Regions from separate parts of the Mus musculus genome. Here region 1 is linked to region 2. A link is a contact called in public HiChIP or PLAC-seq data. All regions are on one chromosome and are shown on one strand. The core of a region is the stretch at or near the end of the contact, and the rest is flanking DNA. Distances in the headings are between cores, read along the strand shown. Region 1 overlaps Gm33981 (a long non-coding RNA gene). Region 2 has its middle 30 kb from the start of Btg1.

What was found. HiChIP or PLAC-seq counts read pairs in DNA pulled down with a chosen protein or histone mark.
Region 1: an H3K4me3 HiChIP or PLAC-seq map of embryonic basal ganglia shows a contact between it and region 2, with 4 times the contacts expected there. The contact joins two enhancer-like sites. A contact is called at or near these places in 5 of 115 datasets of contacts at active chromatin or transcription factors (differentiating embryonic stem cells, embryonic basal ganglia, embryonic forebrain and 2 more).

Annotation. Positions count from the first base shown.
Region 1 is chr10:96,953,923-96,957,830 of GRCm38.p6, reverse strand. The region is part of intron 1 of Gm33981 (a long non-coding RNA gene); the gene reads left to right. Among named protein-coding and RNA genes, the nearest start is that of Gm33981, 3.0 kb to the left of the region's middle. Within about 2 kb of position 2,125, at least 45 of the 459 cell types and tissues checked have an H3K27ac peak or open chromatin away from gene starts, as enhancers often do. A contact at or near this core is called in embryonic basal ganglia and embryonic forebrain, where this site is marked.
Region 2 is chr10:96,644,805-96,648,572 of GRCm38.p6, reverse strand. No RefSeq gene overlaps it. Among named protein-coding and RNA genes, the nearest start is that of Btg1, 30 kb to the right of the region's middle. Within about 2 kb of position 2,347, at least 107 of the 459 cell types and tissues checked have an H3K27ac peak or open chromatin away from gene starts, as enhancers often do. A contact at or near this core is called in embryonic basal ganglia and embryonic forebrain, where this site is marked.

The sequences.
Region 1 (3,908 bases), core at 876-3,375, 310 kb before region 2:
TGTTCAGGGACCATCAATAAATAAGAAAAGTATAAATCTTTTCATACTATTGTGAATTAATAAAATCCATATAAGAGTAACAAGGACATATACTTTTGTAAAAGTTTTTTTAAAATTTATTTATTTTATGTATATGAGTACACTGTTGCTCTCTTCAGACACACTAGAAGAGGGCATCAGACCTAATTACAGATGGTTGTAAGCTACCATGTGGTTGCTGGGAATTGAACTCAGGACCTCTGGAAGAACAGTCGGTGCTTTTAACTGCTGAGCCATCTCTCCAGCCCTTTTTAAAAGTTTTTAATAATAAATTAATTAAATTATGCATTAATTTTATGCTGATAGAAAATATATAATCCATCTTTGTTTAAAATTAGAATGAATTATTTATAATTGTAGAATATGATCTACATGTAACATCTTTCCTCTACCCTACTATTGAGACAAATCCTTTAATAAAAGGACCAAAGAAGAGTGTTCATATTCTAGTGGAATATCCTGTGCATATTCCGTAAATGCCTGACAACACCACCTACCCTTCTCTCCCATACCACACACATATGCAGCAGCCCCTGTTATGTAATAAAACCCTCTCTCTTTCAATTACCTCCTGCAGCATCTCTCTAGGCTTGTCCATAAAACCACCTCCCTTGTCTTTAGAACCACTCTCCTGGCACATATAAACACAGCCAGAAAAAAAGCAATTTGTGCACATAAACTAAAGCCCATCGCTGTCAGTGGTGACACAGAGCATGGGTTGGATTCTTGCTATGAAACAATTCTTCATTGAGAACAAACAGCAATGGAAAGTGATTTACCCTGCTTACTCCACATATTCATACTTTATTTATCATTGCAATTAGTTCCATGCATATCAGAAGGAAGGAGTGCCCACTACATTGTCTGCAGAATGGATAGATATCCCCCCCAAAAAATACTTTTAAAGTAGTCATTAATAACTTTTATTTAGAAATATGAGGAGAGGGACAAAGAAAACAGTATTACTAGAGTATGAGTACACATCTATTGAAATGATTCCAACACATGTCTAAAAACAAAGGAAGAAAATGAAAAGTGGGAGAGGAGGTTTGATGAGGAAAAAGTGTGGAAGCAATGAAAAACAAAGTGGGTAGTTTTAGGGCCTGAGAGACAACCCACCCTCATGCATTAATGATACAGTCATTATGCTTGCCTCCGTGCGTGCGTCCGATGGTCTCAGTACCGAGGTATACTGTTAATTGGGGTTTATGCACCTCTGAGTCAATTAACTTTGTTTTATTAATGCATAATTCAATATTGTTATGTATAGCAAAACCCTTAAAAAGGATTTTTGTAATTCCTCCTTGGGATGTGGCCTGAAATATTTCAAGGAAACACCCACTGTCAAGTGCGTGAAAATGAATAATTATGGGAGCCCTAAAACCCCACAGTTGAGCAGACAAGACAGCTGCTATTATTAAGCACTGCAAATTGAAAGTATGGGTCCTATCATTACAAGAACAAAGACATTGCTGGGATAATTATGGAAACGCTATAGCTCCGTTTTTCTGCTAATGCTTCTGGTAGAATGTTTAAAAGCCTCAAAAGGTTAGGAGAGAGAGCTTCGTTTCTGAATCTCGTTACTCACTTCGATGAATGCATTTTTCTACCAATTGTAGTCATAACGGAGCTTGAGATCCCTGCTTCACTAAGATAAGAAAGCAAGAAATTAAATGATAATAAACATCGTGTGGGCTCGGTGGGGGGGATATTGTTTAATGTCAGCGGTGACTGAAACCACCTTCTAGATGACTGAGGCTTTGTTGGCCTCCTCTGTTTATATTAATTTCTCCTTTTCAAAGGCCATTATCTTAAATTGCATGTTATATAACTCGAGCCGCCTCCCTCCAGCCCACAGAACCACTTCGAAAGCAACTTGATGATGCATATTGTCGGGGGGGGGGGGCGGGGGGGGAGTGGAAATCACTCCTAGGCTTAGCATCCAAGGAAGATTACAATCTTGAGACTGTAATGGGAATGGATTAGACTTTGTACAATTTCCTTTTGTCACGTGAATTGAATCCCGTTGTGTTCTTTTCTATGCTGCCTTCAATCACTGTCTCGCACACAAAAATGATCTTTGAAAGTGTTAGCGTCCCTTAAGCTACCCTGGCCTGCTTTTAAGACAGCCAGAAGCTTACTGTTTGATTGGCTCTGGCTTCCCCCTCTGTGAAAACAAAACAAGGAGAGTCAAACAAGCCTGCCTAACAGATGATAGAACCCTGCAAAAAAGCAACCCCCCCCGCCCCCCTTTTTGCCTCAGGCAGCTCCAGCAAGGACGGTTGAGATTTTCATGTTGATCACATGCTAAAAACAAATTGAAAGGAAAGGGAGAGCATGACCACATAAATCCAGTCCTGCGCCAGCAATTGTAGTTCCTTCCAGAGAGAAAATGAGGCACCATGGACGTCCCTAACTGCACACAATATGGCTTCAAGTTTCCAGAGACCACAGGTTTTCCCTCTCCTGTCAGGCTCTCCACGTGCTCGCTGCTTCCAAGGTTAAAACGGAGCCATTCAGACATCAGTAGCATCTATGGACTTTGATAGTGCCTTGAACTGACCAACAGCAAAAGAGGAAACAAATATGCCTGTTAACGCTGGAAGTGAGAGGCTCCCTGCTTCAGAGCTAGATTCTGTTTTGATCTCTGGGGTCTTTGATGTTGGGCAGAATTGCTGCTGCCTGCAACAAGGTCCTCGGGACTTTGGGTGCATGCAAATTAAACTCATTTGGTTGAAGTTGAAAAGGAAGCTATTTTTGCTACTTATTTTTGATGTATGGATCTCATGGAACTATAACCACCAATAAATAACTGATTTCCTCAAATAATATCCGTAAAATTTTCCACATTAAAGTACACACACATTCTTTCAAAACTATATGCTTTCACTAAGTTGAAAAACTGAAGCTGTTCGCATTTTATTATCTGCTCCAAGTGGCTTGAGCTATCCCAATTTATGTAGAATGCTAGAACATTCATTTGTTGAGACAAATGTCTCAAGTAGCAATGAAGAAGGTGTGATTTAAGGACTAGGAAGCCAGAGGTGATACTATCTTGGATCTGTGAGGTGTGTTCACCACGTGGGATCCAAAATCAGCTTGATCTTTGAACTGATTTTACTCTGTGCTGTTCTTGGTAGGCTCAGACTTAAGTTGTAGCACATGTCCCTATAGAAACTACAAAACATTTCTGAGAGGATAAAATGGTTTTATACTTACATTCTTTGGTAAACTTGGAATTGAGAGTCAGCATCAGCTACACAATCCCACGGGAATGAAACTAATATGGTGGCAAACTAGTCTGAAAGAGTCTCCTTCAAGTCCTGTTCGCTGATTAGCCCTGATCTCTCTCAATATAAAAACTGATGAGACTGAAGTACCAACTGAGAATATTAACACATGTGCCACTTAATGACAGGGACACTTGGAGATTTACAGGTTTAGCAGTGTGCAGAAATCAAGAATGAACTTAAATGAAAGTAGGGAAAAGTAGAGGATATGGTCCACTCAATGTGTCCCTAATGCAATCAGGAGAGAATCACAAGATGCCCGAGGCTTACTCTGGCCAGAACACAGCAACATCATTCCAGAGCTGCTTTTTTTTATTATTATTATTTCTTTTTATAATGAAGAGAAGAATAACACTCTAAAATAAAATAAAACTTACATAACATTAAATACCCAAGTCAGTAATGACTGTTTCAAAACCTTCTAGTATTATATATCGTTTGCAAGTCTCAGAGCCAGATACTCATATACCTGGCATCACAGTAGGTGTGCTGACCACAGCTTAGTAACTCATTGCACTAAAGCATGGTGGTGGCTATGAAGTCACAAAGCGATGGGATATGGTATCTCCCCTACCATCT
Region 2 (3,768 bases), core at 1,098-3,597:
AAAACCAAACAGAGCTCAGTCAACTCTGTTGGAATTGTCCAAAGCAGCAGATTCAGAGGCATAATTCAGGTTCTAGGATGGGCAGATTCATTTCTGTTCAGATACATTTGCAACCTTGGGCTATGAGCCCAGTCCTGTGGATTGGCAGATGGAGACTTGAACGTTAAAAAAAAAAAAAAAGGCACCAGAAGAAGTTTTATCATCTGAACCCATCAGTCCACTTAAATTTCCACTCAGGCAGAAACAATGCCCTTCAGGCAATTCATACCCCAGCATTTGTTTAAAGGGCAACACGTAGGCTGACTGTAAGTCTAAGGCAGGGTTCAGGAAGGAAGCTTTAGGAAAAAAAAAAAAAACCTGAAAAAGTTGGTTCCATTTTCAGCGAGATAAAAGGGAAAGCAATGCCTAACCACTAACTATAATAATCTTTTGTTGTTGTTGTTTTTTCCAGATAAAAGTGATGAAAACAGTGGGGCTGTGAGAGCTTCTGGGCCAACCAAACTGATACGAAGGCTTTAGGGATGGGCTAAGGGAATGAGTCAAGTCCTACAGAAAGCTTCAAGGGGGGCACAGTTTCTCTGGAAGGGGGCATGTTGTTTAATAAATGCTGTGTGTGCCGCACAGTCGGGCTCTGAAACCTCTGCGGCTGCTAATGCAGCCACGGGGCATCTATGCATGGATGGCTACAGTCTTACTTAGAGATACCAACCTTTCTAAATCTCGATCAGTTACCATAACTCCAAAAATATGCTTGTGGTCTTTGTCTCTCTGTCTCTCTGCCTGTCTCTCTCTCTCTCTGTGTCTCTGTCTATGTGTGTGTGTGTGTGTGTGTGTGTGTGTGTGTGTGTGTGTGTGTGTGCGCGCGCGCGCGCGCACTGCGTACTTGTTTGAGGATGCTAAGAGACCACCCTCCACAGACATTCCTCAGAAGCTATCCTAACTTGTTTTTGAGGACCTGGGGCTGGTTGACTGGGCAGGCTAGTTGGTCAGAGAGCCCATCAATCTGCTTACTTCAGCATCCCCCAACACTGGGATTGAAATCACAAGCTTCCACACACGTTGTTTAGCCTGGGTGCTAGGAATTGAACTCAGGTCTCATCAATGCATGATAAGCACCTTTCGGACCCAGCTGTCTCCCCCTCATATTCTTTTAAGTATTTTTCTACCTTTTTTTTTTTTTGGTTGTCAACCCATAGGGCTGGCCTGTCCCCTATAGAATTCAGACTTACATTCTAGGAACAAAGGAAATAATTGTAGCTTGGCAGGGTGGTGCAGGCCTGAGATCACAGCACTCTGAGGTCGGAGGCAGGTGGGGGATGGTGGGATGGTGTGAGTTCCAGGCCAGTCTGAGCTGCATAGCAAGTCCCTGTCCCAAAAGAACAAAAAGTGCAAAAGTGATCTGTTGTTGTTGCTTATTTTAGGGGGAAAGAGGGTCTAGAAGACAGAACCACATTGGGGACCAATTCAGCTGCGGGGTTGGCACTGAGAAGTGAGGCCTGAGGGTCCCACAAATTCAATGCTACTCTCCTGGGGCTGTAGTGGTGGAGATAGGCAAGAGCATCAGATAGCCAAGGAGAAAGGAGTGAGAAGAGCCCCGCCCCCTTCAATTACCCATGCTCTATTTGTCCAGTGATCTAGGCCACTGAAAAGACCAGCAGCCACAGAGTTAAATTTATACCCCCTGTTTTTACATAAAGATGCGGGTTCTACCTCCTCTACTGAAGAAAACCCACAGTTCTCAGATCACCTTCCCAAGCCCCGCCTTCTGAGGATGGCTTTGTTTACCTGTAAGCACCAGGCTCTTAAATAAATTCCAGCAGCCAGCTCAAAATAAGCCCGTGCTTGGCGCTGATGGATTTATTTTCCCTTTGCTACAGCAGGCACGGACCACTTCTGTGTGGGGGAGGAGAGGGGAACGACAACGCAGCAGCTTGCCCGGGACTTCAGGGCCTGCCTGGCAACCAGCCTCTCTGCCCCTTCTGCAGCTTGGGCCTGACTACCTAGCTACTGAATAGTCGGATGGGAAGGGTTCAATTCAGGGTTTGCACTTTCCCAGCCATTAGCCAGCTGCCAACGCATTTCATTATCTTTGGAGAGTTTGTACATCAAAGAGAGCCCCAAACAGTGTGATCGAGTGGAAGTAACAGCGCCTGGTCAACATTGAAACTGGAAGCATTTTTTTTCTCCCTTCATGGATATAATGCCATCTGGCACCCAGGAACAGCAAAGGCCAGTGATGGAAAAACCCCACCTCCCTGTTTTGCTTATTGGTGTAACAGCTAATCCTGATAAAGGACATAGAGAGATTGCCTTGTGACTATCTTGTATATCTATTGTCTTACCCAACAGCCAAAAGCAAAGGTTGCTCGCTGGATTGCCAAATGGGTTGGGAAGAGAGGAACTTAAGGGAGTTCCTATTTGTCTTTTTGCCTATCGAATTGCTTACACTTACACACACACACACACACACACACACAGAGAGAGAGAGAGAGAGAGAGAGAGAGAGAGAGAGAGAGAGAGAGAGAGAGGAAAATGAGCTCTTCTTCCTAGAAGTCTTCTAAGGAGTAGCCAGCTTTGAAAGTCCCTTACTGGAATCTCTTGCTGTCACATAACTTCTTAACATCTGCTGTAAAAGCTTGGTTTTGGATTCTTTTGAAAAAATCCTCTCCTTGCCCTCCAGGATTTTAGATTACAGCCCACCAAATCTCCCACCACCACTGAAATCACTGTTCTCTTACAATTAAGGAGACAAAAAGAATCCAAAGACTGGCTGAGAGAGAGGCTGAGTAAACTTGAACTCAGTGCACAGGGCATTTAGGCAACATGTTTGCTGGGTAGGTGATTTTCAACTAGAAAATGGAGAGGTGGGGCAATGTGAGTCTCTCATTGCTTTCATTATTTTGACATCAGTCTTCCAAACAGAGGAAACAACCTCCACTTGGACAATTGTCTGCTCCGCTGAGAGGAGGACAAATGTCCGATTTATGGGATTTCATTTGTATGTTTTTTTTGTTTGTTTGTTTGTTTGGGTTGGGTTTTTGCAAATGTGCACAGTCAATTGTGTACTGCCACTGTATAGAAACTCTTCAGTGATTCCTGCCCCCCCAGTCATTACATCAACTCCTTCCTTCTGACCAACTCTCTGCTCTCCACCCACCCCTTCCATCTCTGTGAGGGGAAAAGTCTGATGTCTTGAGTTAAGATAGTTCCTCCTGGAGGAAAGTCACATCAAGACAGGATTGTGCCATTTAGGCTTAAGCAACCTAAGAAGTCTTCAGAGAATGGAAGCCTCCTAAGGCAGCTGTCCCTGTACACAAGTGGCTCTCAACTTTCCTAATCCTACAACCCTTTAATTGTAGTTATGTTATGATGACCCTCGGGTTATGGAGACACCCCCAACCATAAAATTATTACCTTAGTACTTATTAACTATAATTTTGCTATTATTATGAACTATAATATAAATAGTTTTGGAGAGAGATGGTTACCAACCGGAGCCATGACCCAAGGGTTGAGAACCTTTGCTATACACAGATGTGACAATTATGATGATTTTAAAAGTAAGTAGGTACCTACTTTGTATGCCCCAGTACAGGGGAACGCCAGGGCCAAAAAGGGGGAGTGGGTGGGTAGGGGAGTGGGGGTGGGTGGGTATGGGGGACTTTTAGTATAGCATTGGAAATGTAAATGAGCTAAATACCTAATAAAAAATGGAAAAAAAAAAAGAAAAGAAAAGCAATGGCTTGTGGCATGTCTTCAGGTCTACTT